Linked DNA regions of Sus scrofa: region 1 is linked to region 2. The links are chromatin contacts, called in public HiChIP or PLAC-seq maps. All regions are on one chromosome and are shown on one strand. Each heading gives the region's core, a stretch centred on a gene start, on an enhancer-like site or on the middle of the called end of the contact. The rest is flanking DNA. Distances are from core to core; before and after follow the strand shown. Region 1 holds the start of TBC1D12 (TBC1 domain family member 12). Region 2 holds the start of FRA10AC1 (fragile site, folic acid type, rare, fra(10)(q23.3) or fra(10)(q24.2) candidate 1).

What was found. HiChIP or PLAC-seq counts read pairs in DNA pulled down with a chosen protein or histone mark.
Region 1: an H3K27ac HiChIP or PLAC-seq map of skeletal muscle shows a contact between it and region 2, with 4 times the contacts expected there. The contact joins the promoter of TBC1D12 here to the promoter of FRA10AC1 in region 2. A contact is called at or near these places in 1 of 47 Hi-C or Micro-C datasets (heart right ventricle) and 1 of 2 datasets of contacts at active chromatin or transcription factors (skeletal muscle).

Annotation. Positions count from the first base shown.
Region 1 is chr14:105,805,110-105,812,450 of Sscrofa11.1, forward strand. TBC1D12 (TBC1 domain family member 12) reads left to right here and starts at 1,275. Exons shown (of 13, transcript XM_005657433.3): 1 at 1,275-1,385. The coding sequence starts at 1,354. It overlaps NOC3L (NOC3 like DNA replication regulator), which reads right to left and starts at 1,199. Exons shown (of 21, transcript NM_001144115.1): 1 at 1,102-1,199; 2 at 1-109. The coding sequence starts at 1,110.
Region 2 is chr14:105,167,669-105,174,160 of Sscrofa11.1, forward strand. FRA10AC1 (fragile site, folic acid type, rare, fra(10)(q23.3) or fra(10)(q24.2) candidate 1) reads right to left here and starts at 2,186. Exons shown (of 15, transcript NM_001243654.1): 1 at 2,034-2,186; 2 at 1,759-1,828.

The DNA of each region.
Region 1 (7,341 bases), core at 25-2,524, 640 kb after region 2:
TCTGAGTGCTTTGTTGTTTAAGTTGTTTGTTTTTTAGTTTGTTTTCAAGCTTGACTTTACTAGTTTTTAGCAATTTCCGAAAGCTTGGGACCTGTTTTTTATTTCGTCTCTAGAAAAAAACAAAAGGACCACTGTATATGCAGAAATTTAAATTACTTTATTTTAAAAATCAGATTAAAGAGAATTGATTTTAAATTTCATTAGACCAATTCCACAATTTTAACATCTCCCAGCCATAGGCCTTGCATATAAGAGCTAAAACCAAACTGTGGCATTAATCCTACAGAATGGCACTAGATCGTCAGTTATTCAGCTGCAGGTTCTTCCTGTGACCAGAATCCACAGCTGCTCAAAAGAGTCTAAGACTCCAAAAAAGGTGAAGAACCACTGAGCTAGTGGTAAAGGGTTACTCAAGGATAGCTGAACATCTGTAGTTTGGCATATTAAGAGCAAAATGCCAGGTGTCTTTAGCAATAACAACTGCCATTTACATATCACTTTACTGTTCACAAAGTGCTCTAACATATTACCCCCAACAGCCTAATTAAGTAATGATTGCTGTTTTCCTCGTATTTTGATGAAGCTACGTCTTAAAGAGATTAGGAGACTTGTCAAAGACCTTTAAACTAAGGAAAGCAAAACTGAGCTTCGGTATGCGGATCACAACTTTCTTGAAGGTCATTGTATCAAAATTCACTTGCTTCCTATTCCCTTACCCTTTACGGGGAAAAGGGGGGCCGGGGGTCTTATCTCAGGTCCCACGACACATAAGCTCATTGAAGACAGGACCTCGCTTGCCATCTGTAAAATAACATGTTCCAAAGATAGTCTCGAAGGACCATTCAAGTGTGACATCCTGCGAATACAAGATTCCGTGCTAGTCTCACTGTGGCCCCCAACAGCCAAGAGCGCACAGTGGGCGATGAAGAAGGAGCCAGGTCTATGGGCGGGGAAGCTGACAGCGCATAAAGAGTCAGAAAGAAGCCCCTAATCTAGGCCACCAAACCCCACACAAGGGCAAAAACCCGTCGAAAAGCTACAGTAAGCCGCGCCTCTGTGAGCCAAAGGGGCCCTAAACCGCGAGCTTCTAAAGACACTTACAGCCTTCATCCTTAAGTCTGCACGGAATCCCGGCCAGACAAATTCGCCAAGAGCAAAGGTAATCCAGGAATTCCAAAGGGGCGACACACGTGCAAAACAAGCAACACCGTCGGCCGGAAGCTGCCGCTAGCCGTCCGCCTCTTCCGCCGCCGGAAATGGAGGCGGGACTTCCGCAGACAGGTGAGGGCGCGCGCCCTCTCGCGGTGACGTCCTCAAAGGCCCTGGGCCGGATCCGCCCCGGCGTGCACGCGCATGGGCATGCCCGCAACCCTGAATCGTCAAAGGTGGGAGGTGGGAGGTGGGAGGTGGGAGGTGGGAGGTGGGAGGTGGGAGGTGGGAGGTGGGTGGTGGGTGGTGGGAGTTACTTTACAGTGTCTGAATCTTTGACTCCTACACTATTTCCTTGAAATTCTTCATGAAATCAAGCGCCTACTCTCAGGACGAAAGGACGTGACTTTTTTCAATCACCTTCCTGCAGTTTGTACCTCTCCTCATATTTAGCTTGTTGGAGGATGTAGCTCGCCTCATCTTTCTGTTATAGATACTAATTTTTGCACTCAGCGTTTCTTCCGTGATGTCGTGAGGACAGAGAAGAGCTTATTCCTCATGGGTATTACCCTACTCTCGCCTAGCCCTCAACGTTTGTGGAATGGCTAATGATTTCTCATGACCTTCTGGCACTCAAAAGTCTGATTATTAATAATTTATTTTGAAACTCTTTTCGCCTTCATTTTAACCATTGTCTGAAAAAGAGTTGTATCAGTGAGATTCATCTGCATTTCATTATTTTGCAACTCTTACTTTTCTGTAAGTTCGACTGTCTGCTTAGTAGTTGCACCAAAGGCATTAGTTTTAGCAGGAAGAGTTATGCATTACAAGAATAAGAATATGTTTTTCAAAATGATTGTTTCTCACGTACTTTTTTTTCATGAATAAATTTAAGAATTCCACTTCAGGTAAATTTAAAAAGGGGGGGGGGCGGTTCTTGAGCATATCCCTGACACTGAGCCTGGTCTAGCAGTCCTGAGCCAGGAGGGAAAGCCAGCAGAGGCTCAAAAGATTCTGAGCTCCCTAGTGGGTGTTGATCTTAAAGAGACTGAGAAGAAACCTGCCAGTCTCTGGATCCCACATCAAAGACCAAGAATCCTATCTTGTCCAGAACTCTTCCTTCCTTCCCTTCCAACTTCCCCAATTTCCCCATTGCTCTCTCTTCACACACACTCTCAGAAAACAGCAGAACCTGTCCCACTGGAGTATTATTTCATCAAACAAATTGAAAACATTAGCCTGTGCTCTTCCCAAGTGTTTGGATTCCTTCCCACACATAGCAAATTATCTGTAGTCACTCCCATCCCGTCGGCCTTCCTTCCAATCTCATCACTGCTGAGGCATCCCCATTTCAGTTCAAAACCAACTTCTTCCAGCTCCATCAGACTCCTGTATCACTAATCATCCATTCTCTCCTGTATTCTGTCCCTCCCTGACGGATCTTTCCTTTTGGCTGGTAAACATATTCAAAGCTCTTCCATCCTTAACTTTTTTTTTCAATACCCCATCTCCTTTTAATTGCTGTTGTATTTTCCTCTTTCCCTGCTTGTCTTTACTTCCAAAAAAACCTATTTTTCTTCTGATGTCTCCACTTCCTTGTAACTGTTATCACAGCCCGAGCCTGTGTTAGCTTTTTTAAGAATTAAGTCATACTCTTGGCCCATTTTAAGTTTTTAATCAACTAAAATCTTTGGATCATTTTGAAGCAACTGTTGCCAAACTCAGTCTCTCCCATCTCAATTTTGAGCAGTCTATTATTTAAATGCAGACTTAACAAATGAAGTTTACATGAGTCCTAGTAATATAATCTTGTGGTTTCTCAGTTATGTTGTTCCCAGCTTTGTGTCATTTTCCATTCACTCAAATTACTGCTAAACTCAGTTTGGTCTCTAGATCCTCTTCAATCTTCCAAGCTTTCCCAGACACTTGGGCTGAGGGGGTCACTGGGCTACCCCAAACAGGGACTGTACCCACAGAGATTGCTGTGAGCCCTTTTAACACTCTGCGCATAGAATTCCACTGAAACTGCTCTCCTTAAGATTGCCAAGAACCTCCAAGTTGTGGATTTTTTTCATCTTTAAGTGTGCCCTAAATTACATCATTTCTTTCTTTTTTAACCTCACTAGATCTCTGCTGCATTTCTTTCTGCTCTCATTAGAATTTCGACTCCCTTGGCTCCCTTAACAGCCTTTTCCCCAGGTTCTCCTTCTTCCATTCCTTCTGCCTCTTCAGGGTAGGTGACTCTTAGGGTTCTACTCTTGGCAGACTTTTCTACTTTTCTTCTTGTTCTACTTGCTCTCCTGGGGTGATATCATCCATCTACCTAATGCAGAGAAATTCCCAAATCTTTTGTCTGGTCCATACCTTTCCCTCAAGCTTCAGTTGTGTAACCACCTACCTCCAGGATATCTCCAGGAGATAACTATGGAACTTCAAGTCACCATGTTCAAAATTAGACTATGTTTTTCGCTTGTACTTCTTCCAACATTCTCTATTTCATTCATTTACCCACAGCTAGAATCTTGATGTTCCAGAGATATTTGGAAACTAGCCAGGGCTTTTTAGACTATTCATCATATCCCAATTCTTCTTGTTTTCTAAAGACAAACTGGTTTGAAAACTGTCATTAGGTAGGCATAGTACAATAAGGCTCCAGATGTTCCTGTGCCACAAGATAATTTATGTTACAAAGGACCTTGAAGAAACTAAGAGCACATAAAAGCACATTATAGGTTTGAAGTATATGCTTAGTATTTTCCTTGTGAAAAATTACTAAGTGGTAACAAATTATAAATGTAAGTCTCCAAAATCCCAACATCAAGAATTTAGAAGTAGGAGTTCCCATTGTGGCTCAGTGGAAACAAATCTGACTAGTATCCATGATGATGTGGGTTCGATCCCTGGCCTCACTCAGTGGGTCCAGAATCTGGCATTGCCATGAGCTGTGGTGTAGATGTGGCTCAGATCCCACATTGCTGTGGTTGTGGCATAGACCAGAGGCTATAGCTCTGATTGGACCCCTAGCCTGGGAACCTCCATATGCCCCAGGTGTGGCTTCAAAAAAAAAAGTTTAGAAGTATATATGTCATGGCCTCCACCTGGGACAGTGCTAAAATATAGTTGAGAAAGATAATGTGCATGACCAAATAGAGATTAATTAGAGACTGCATAGTTGCTAGAAAAGATAAATGAAAGCAGCTTTGGAGAAAAGGACAGAGCAGTGTACATTTAAGTAGATCTCAATAGGAAGGACAGAGTTCAGATAGGCGGGGTAGCATTTTCTAAGCAAGGTCACATAGATAGTGCAAATAATTTGTATTGTGGGTCATCAGGAAACTAGGCTAAAATAACTAATGATTATTCAATTTAAAGTTGTTAACCAAAAACCTACATAATAACAAAATATAAAATAATAACATAGCAGATGTTGTTGGCCCATTGACATTCTTTCAGCATTTCCCATTCCATACATGCTGGAAAAAAGTCCTTTGCAAGTTTTTACCTGAGGAGTTTTTCTCAACCCCTGCAGAGCAGGCCAGAAGTGCCAAGGAATTTTCATTCCTGAGAGCAGCCTTAAACCAATGGCAAAAGGAAGCAGAAGGATAAATACATATACCAACTGTGGTAGGCTGAATTGTCCTCCAAAGATATCAGGCCCTGAAACTGGTGAGTTTTACATTATGAAGCCAAAGGTGTGATTAAGTTAAGGATCTTGAGATGGAAGGATTATACTGGACTGTCCAGGTGGGGTGTAAATGAAAGCACTGATTTCCTTCTGATTGCTTTCTATTCTTATAAGAAAGAGATATTTCACAAAGACAGAGGAGAAGGAGGCACTGTGGCCACAGACACAAGGTGTAGTGATGTAGCCACAAGTCAAGGAGTGCCAGCAGCCGTCAGAAGGGGGTGGAGGCAGGGAACAGATTCTCCCCTAGAGCCTCTGGTGGGAGGGTGGCCCTGCTGACTAATGATTCCACGGATTTTGATTTTGGACTTCTGGCCTCTAGACCTGTGAGAGAGTAGGTGTCTGTTATTTTCAGCTACCAAATTTGCGGTGATTTATTATAGCAGCCATGGAACCCTAGCATATCAATGTTAATAAGTACACCAATGTCCTCACTCCTCAGAAGCAGGATGACCCTGAGGCATCTTCTACATTGTCTCCAGGAGTCTGCAGACAGATTGAGCCCCACTTGCAGAGTAATGTACCCGTCATCCCACTCTACTACCATTGGTGGTTCCAGGTCTTTCCTTCAGGATAAACCCTGTACCCTCAAATCCTTGTGTATTGGTTTCCTGGGGCTGCTGTAATGAAGTACCACAAATTGTGTGGCTTAAAACAAATTTATTCGCTCACAATTCTGGAGGCTAGAAGTTGGAAATAAATGCATTGGTGCAGTTGTTTCCTTTTTAGGGCTCTCTCAGAAGAAGTCTATTCCATGCGTGTCTCTTGGTTTCAGGTGATGGCTGACAATCCATGGCATTCTACAGTTTGTAAATATATCACTCCTATCTCTGCTTCCATCTTTAGATAGCATTCTCCCTAATGTCTCTTTGTCTTTATGTGACTGTTTTTCCCTCATGTAAGAATACTCATTATATTGGATTAAGGACCCACTCTGATGACCTTATGTCAGCTTGATTACATCTGCAAAGACCCTATTTCCAAATAAGGTTACATTCATAGGTATTGGAGGTTAGTATTTTAACATCTTTTTTTTTTTTTTCCATTTTACTCGTGTGGCATATGGAAGTTCCCATGCTAGGAGTCGAATCAGAGCTGCACCTGCCAACCTATGCCATAGCAACACCAGATCTGAGCCATAGCTTGCAGCAATGCCAGATCCTTAACCCACTGAGCAAGGCCAGGATAGAATCCACGTCCTCATGGGTAACAGTCGGGTTCTTAACCCACTGAGCCACAATGGGAACTCTGAATTTTAACATCTTTTTTTGAGGGGCACACAGTTCAACTCATAACACCTTGACTCAGGGTGCAATTCAGGGAGTGCCAACCTAAGACAATTATCACTTATTAAGCACTTTTTTATTTTACTCTAAATCTAAATTATCTCTTTTCATCCTCAATAATCTTATGACATAAATATTGGCTCCATTTTAAAGCTCATGAATCTGACAATTAGGTAATATAGTGTCATCAAATCTGTGCTATACTGGCGGGGGTGGGGAGAATGTAGCAAGATACCAGTCCCACCAGTGGGAGTGGTTTTCACTAAAAGAGATCAAATAGCTTAAGCTCTTTTTCTAATCAGGGTGTTATAGATCTGGAAACAAAGAGGGATTTTCCTAGGGTTGTGATATACGCTCTTTTCTATTTAAGATTTTTGTTGATAAATTTAACTTCTAAGGCCTGACATTTCCTCTTTCTTTACTTTCATTGGCTGTTCAGAGCCACTCTGTATTTAGTCATTGCTTTCCAAAATCTCTAGGGAAGGGGAAGTAGATTCCACACACAAAGTCATGTACAGTTCCTGGTAGTCCCTTTGGCAGCAATAACACTCTCCTCTCTGTACCAGACTCTGCTAGGAGCTCTCTGTCAAACAATGTTCTGTAAAACAAGGACACATTGTCTTGGCCTCTATTTTAACTGAGACGTATTCTGAGCAGAGAAGAGAGTATAGAATGAAACTAAAATCTAAAGTATCCTGTATATCATTTTCATACCTCAAATGATGCTGCCCCTATTTATTCTAATATTTTCCACTCCATCTCTCACCAAAGGTCAAGTCCTCCCTCCAGTTACAAGTTTGGAAATACTTCCACTCATGGGCTTACTCACATAACTCCAAAGGCCTGCTTAGGTGGCATTTACACTTCTGATTGCTTTCCTTCATTTTCCAAGCTGATGCTGCTGATTATAATTAAAATCTACTGAGGTGAATAAATGGATAGTAACTGAAATAAGTGGATATTTATGAGTAGATTAATGAGAGGTCTGGATGATCCAAAATATCTCCTCTAACATCTGTCACACAAGAAAAATGATAAAGATCTGCCTCTAAGGACTCTTTCTTGGACCCATCTGGAGCAAATATTTTAATATTCTGTCTAAGATTTTTTATCAGAAAAAAAAGGAATTGGTGGATTCTGGAGGTGACAAAAATGGGAAATAAAGGAGGGGAAGGAGGTAATAAGTGAAAGAGGCTCCAAAATAGCTAAGCGTTAAAGATA
Region 2 (6,492 bases), core at 936-3,435:
TGGGAACTTCCATATGCCTCAGATAAGGCCCTAAAAAGCACCCCCCCCCCCAAAAAAAGCCACAATAGTGGTGGATATATCACTGTTCAGGGGCTATCTAGCCATCTAAACCTTTCGCTCACTTTGAAGTAACAGACTTACTCCTTCAGAGAATGAATTATGTTTTTCACCTTAATTACCACTAGGCCAACAAGTGAAAGAAACCATTCTTTGATCTTTCCATTGAAAATCAGGTCTAGAAGCTGGCATGTCACTGAAAACAAGGCTCAGCAATGCTTTTCCTGACTCAAGAGTAAAGACAGTTGCTGTGTATTTATCATCAACTTTGTTCCAGGCATCATGGTAGATTCTTTACAAAAACTGCTTCTAATTCTACAAGTTAGGAATTATTACCTCATTTCAGAGATGAAGAAATCAAATGACAAGCAATCGACTACACAAAATATAATTTCTCTGGGCAGGCTCCTTATGTTCTGGGAGCTTGTTTCCCCCTCTATAATTACATCAGGCCAATCTACTTGAATCTTAAGCTCAATGATCTCAACTACTACAAAATGCCTCTGGAACATGTTAACATTTTGATTACCATATTCCATTAGACTTATTGGATTTGTGAGTAGGACAATCAATTGACAAAGATTTTCCTATTCTCTTTCCATATGTGTAGAGATTTCCTTTTTCTTGTAAACCTAGTTTCTTCAAGGTAAGACACCTTGCCCTTTGTTCTAGACAACTTTAACTTGTTTCAATTCACTTTTAAATCAAAATTATTAGAAATACTGAAAGATCTCAATCGTCCCTGACTTGTGTTAGAAGCAGCACCTGCTTTCAGTATTACATTGAATTTGGGACACACATTAATGGGATTATTTGACTACTTGTCATAAATCCCTAATTCATATGACTACAAGGAACCAATCCTGGTCAAATGATAGATCAAACTTTTTAAACTCTAATATTCACTAGAGTAAGTACAGCATGAATAGGAAATAAACCCCTAAATTTCACTGCACTGGACCTAAGAGAAGAGATATGTTTCTAGTCTTAGCTACCTTGAATAAATTACTTCATTCTTTGGGCTTTATGTGCTAAATTAAACTATCCTTACATCCTATTGAGTCTGTGATCTTTATAATTCCATTTTCAACATGGAAATTTTTAAAAAGTATATGAGTGTGTATGTCTCCTCCCTGTCCCACAGAATTCTAGAAAGGCCCTAGCCAAAGTCAGAGGCGAAGGTTTAGGCCACAGTAATGACACACCTGGATCTCATACCTTTTGCCATGTCAACTTGCTTCAGCTGTTTCATCATACCTGTTAAAACCATAACATCCTCTCACGCCTTGTCCCACGTCTCCCACTTTCCTCACATCTTGATGGAAGACAACCATTGTGGGGAGCTTAGAAAGATGTTCTGGGATCAGCCTGCCAGAATGCAAATCTTGGCTCTGCACTTTTCAAGTATTCTTTAGGCATGCTCCTTAAGTTCTGGGAGCCTGTTTCCCCATCTATAAAGTGAGGCTAATAGAGTTCCACTTTCAGAGGCCGGCGCATTACTTGAGTTACCACATATAAAGGGTTTTAGAACAGTATCTGGTACAGTAAAACCCTGTCAAAGGTTAACTACTATTGCTATCATCAGCTTGTTCCCTCATCCTATGACACCACCTCCTACCCTTACTACCCCTGTCTTCCTTTTCGCTCACCTTTCCCATACCCATCTGAACTCAGTGGTTGCAATAAAAAGTTCTCACTCACTTCAGGCTACGAATCCACCTACAAGGGCCGAGAGAAATTCGAGAAGAGAGACGCCGGGTGTCTCCAGAATCTGCCATAAAAATACATTAAAAAATAAAAATTTTTTAAAAGAAAAGGAAAGAGAAAGATAATCAACTAGTAGCATAAGAGACACAACTTTCGCTGCCCTTCTTTCCGACTCCAAATACACTCACCGCCCTTCTCACACACCCCTTCCCCTCCTCCCAGCTCTGCCAAGTGGGCCCACAAAATCGTGGTTTGCAACAGCGACCCACAGTCTGAGCGAGCCGCTGCTGCACCAGCCTGGTCGCCGCTGCCACGCAGCCTCGCCACAAGCCGCCACCACAGTCACAGCTTGAGCGGCCGCTGCCGCCACCACCGGCTCTCTGCCTCTCCCTACGGGTCCCGACTGGGCGCTACTTCCGGTCTGGTTCGGCCACGCGTCTCACTTAAATGACACCGTTCTCAGGCGCGCCAACCTTGTGCTACAGAGATAACAGTCCCGGGAAACAAAAGCAGCGGAAGAACAGGACCGGGGGCAGGGGGAAGGCGGAGGCAGCATCCTTCCATTTCCATCTCAGGAGCACAGCATCTAATACCGTGTGGCACTGCTCACACTAAACCCACGCCCCTAGTTTGGAATTTTGTTTTGTTTTAGAAGAAACTCTGCCTGCATATCACCTGCCATCCTCTTTCTAGTAACCTTAGTAACGCCTCCTCCCTCAGCATCTCCATCTCTGATCTGCCTCTCCTCCCCCTTCTCCCAATAAACCAGTTCTCATAATTAGAACAAAAATAGCTTTCCATCGCTTCACCACCCACACAATAGATGCTATTCCAAATGCGGTGCTGGTGGCAGAGGAGCTCATCGAATATGTGAAGAAAGGAAGAAGACAGAAGAGCGGCGATTTCGCCGAGTCGCGAATTCTCTGCCCACAAATGACTTGGCACAGGTGAACAGGGATCCAAAATAGTTACTAAAGACAAAAAAGAAAGAAGGGGAAAAAAAAAAAAAAAAGGAAATGCAGGCAGGAAAAGTTTATTTTTAAGCTCCACCAGGTTCTCCTATGTTTTACGTTTTCTATTCTGCTTTGCAGCCTAGTTACTGGGGTCCTGTCTTGTCTCCCTCCAGCTGATGCTGTTTATCTTGGCTTCCTCCTCAGTACCCAACACGGTTCCTTGCAAACCATACGCACTAATTAAATGTTTGTTGAATTGAACAGGCGTGCCACTGACTTTCACAGCGGGCTTATTTTAGAGAAAACCTTGGCATGTAATCTACACATCATTTTACATCTTTTTCACTACTAGATATTGTAGATAACAATATCTCTCAGTTCAACGCACGTTTTTATCCCTGGCAGTAAAGTACAGCTATATCCTACTTTACCCAGTGCAGTGAATGCGATCTTAAAAATCTTTACGTTAAACTTAAATACAATTATTCCAAAATACAATCGGATTATATTTCAATAAAAACGTTTATTAAAATATTTAAAGTGGAGTTCCCTTGTGGTAAGTGGTGTAAGCATCCCCCTTTGTCGCTGCAGCAGCTCAGGTTGCTGCTGTGGTGTGGGTTCCATCCCCAGTCTGGGGAACTTCCACGTGCTGTGGGCGGGGCCAAAAAAATGAAAAGCATTAGGAAGCCTCATGATTTTACATTATACTGTATTAAATTATTTTGTCAAGCAGTTCCTTTTTTAGTAAATATCTAAAATATCTATTTAGCTCTTTTGTTTATTATTAAAGAACCAAACACACCTGTATCTGGTATTTAATTTACTTTCTGCTAGTATTTGAGCTTTAATAGCATTTTCCTACCATTCTTAATATATTTTTATCTGCTGCTTTATTTTACTCTTACAGCAAGCCTGTGCTGCATGACTGCATTGTTAGCCCCATTTTGCACATAAGAAATAGAATCACAGAATCCAGAGCCACAGCCCTAGTGAGGGTCTAGAACTGGGAGTACTGGTTTCTCTACAAGACCTACAGACTTGTTTCTCTGTCTGTCTCTGTCTTTGCCTCTCTTTCTCTGTCAAATTTTGTCTTTTTTTCTCTCCTCTTCTTTTCAACTCATTAATTGTGCAAGAAATAGCTTCTGGTTCTAATATTTAAGAATTTCATATCTGTTGCTACCAGATCATTCAGCCAAAGATTTGCATGTCTTCCTTTGAGGCAGCAGTTATTGAAAGAGAGAAAATATATATTAAGGATAGATTATATGATTTGAACTAAAAAACAATTAATACACTATGAAAACTTACCTGACTAGGAATTCTCAAGTTATAATTATAGCTCAACAACTATAAAAAAGCAAATCGTTATTAAGTGCCTACTCTGGACAGAGCACTGTCCTAGTATCAGGGTTACAGATATGTAAATGTCACCCTTTACTCTCAAAGGTTGACTAGTAATAAAGAAAGATTATATAGAATAATAACAATATATTCTATCATAGATGGCCAATCTGTAAAATGTGTTATTTTAACAAAAATTAAAAAAAAAAAACCCTGGATTTCCCACCATGGTACAATGGAATTGGCAGCATCCCTGCAGCACCAGGACTCAGGTTCAATCCTCAGCCCGGTACAGTGTTTAAAGGATCCAGCATTGCCACAAGTGTGGCACAGGTGGCAACTGTGGTTCAGATCTGATCCTAGCCCAGGAACTCCCTAGGCTGTGGGGCAGCCAAAAAAGAAAAAAAAAATCAATAAAAATTTCCATGGATAACAATGCTGTGCAACTCAAAGCAAAAAAATACTATGACAGGTATGTGGTGGGGGGGAGGAAACTTGGTCCACACTTATCTCCATAACCCTCCTCCCACACACACACCCTTGTTGGCCTTCCCTAGACAGACAGACAGACAGACAGACAGACACACACACACACACATACACTGCTCTGGGAAACAGTATAATAAAGAACTCCAAAGTCAGCCAGACCCACAGACAAGTCAGGTTTCTGCCACTTACTAGCTAGGAGATCTTGGGCAGGTTTTTAATTTGTGATCTTAATTTCCTCACCCATAAAATGGAGATAATAAATAATAGTACCTAGCTCACAGCAAGTTACGAGGTTTAAATGTAATGTAGCTAAAATACTTAGCATGATGCCTAATTCATAATAAGTACATAATATTACTTGAGAAAAGTAGCATTTATTGAGGAAATTCTTTCTTGTGATTAACAATTAACTGCTTCTTGAGTATGGCCTAGAAACAGATTTACACATATATAATCCCATGATTAATGGCATAGCTTTAAGAATGGAATTTTCAATAAATAGTTCTGGGTCAATTGAATATTACGGCTAAAAAAAAATGCTGATTCCTACCTTGATTCATACCATACACAAAAGTCAATTTCAGAGAAAACACTGGAAAACCTCTTTGTGATATTCCATGATCTCTTCCTTAGGGCAGGAGAAATTTTCTTAGCTAGGACACACAAAAGGCTAAACATAAAGGAAAAAGATAAATTAAGGACTTCTGCTCATTTAAAAGACTATTAAAAAACGAAAAATTAAGTCACAGAGAGAAAATATTGCAGTAGAATATTCAATGAATTATCAGATTATATGAAGAACTAGGTAAAAGGCAGAAACCCAATAGAAAAATCAGGAGTTCCTGTCCTGGCTCAGTAGTTAATGAATCCGACTAGGAACCATGAGGTTGAGGGTTCAATCCCTGGCCTTGCTCAGTGGGTTAAGGATCCAGCGTTGCCATGAGCTGTGGTGTAGGTTGCAGTCGCTGTTCAGATTCTGCGTTTGTAGGCTGGTGGCTACAGTTCCGATTCGACCCCTAGCCTTGGAACCTCCATATGCCGCCAGAGTGGCCCAAGAAATGGCAAAAAGACAAAAAGCCAAAAAAAAAAAAAAAGAAAGAAAAGAAAAAAAGACTTGAACAAACAACTCACAAAAAAGGATGCCCAAAGGGCACATAAATATGTGCTCATCTTCATTATCAGAGTTATCAGAGAAATGCAAATGAAGAGTACAATGCACACCATTACACACCTATGAGAATGGCTAATGGGAGAAGACTGATCTAGTACTGATGAAGATGTGGCAGAACTATAACTTGTATATACTGCTGGTGGGAGGATAAAAGGGTACAATCACCTTGGAAAAGGTGTTCAATAGTACCTACTAAAGCTAAACGTACATACCCTGTGTCTGATATATTTCATTCCTCAGTGTTCTTTCAACAGAAAAGTGTAATAAGTTCATCAAAAGACCTTAATTAGAAAGCCCTAGATATAAATAATAGCACTATTTGTCAGTCAAAAACTAAGCAACCCAAATGTTTAGCAACATCAGCATAGTTAAATAAATGGTGGTTTATTCACACAGTGGAATATCATACAGCAATAAAACAAACTACAACTATATTCGGCAGCCTAAATGAATCTCATACATGTAATGCTGAACAAATGAAGCACTGTTTATGCCAAAGAATGCATATGACTCAATCCCATTCCTATAATGATTTCCCTGGTGGATATATGGGAAGTGATTGGAAGAGGGCATAAGGCAGAGGCAGGTGGGCGCTTCTGGGGAAATGATAATATTCTATTTCTTGATTCTGGCGTTCTCTACATGAGTAGTTCATTTCCACCTATAATGTATGTACTTTCATGCAGGTATATCAGACCACAATAAAAAATTTACCTTTACAAAATTTAACTGTTCTGAGAGGATGTTAAAACTTTGACTCTAATTGGCAAATGG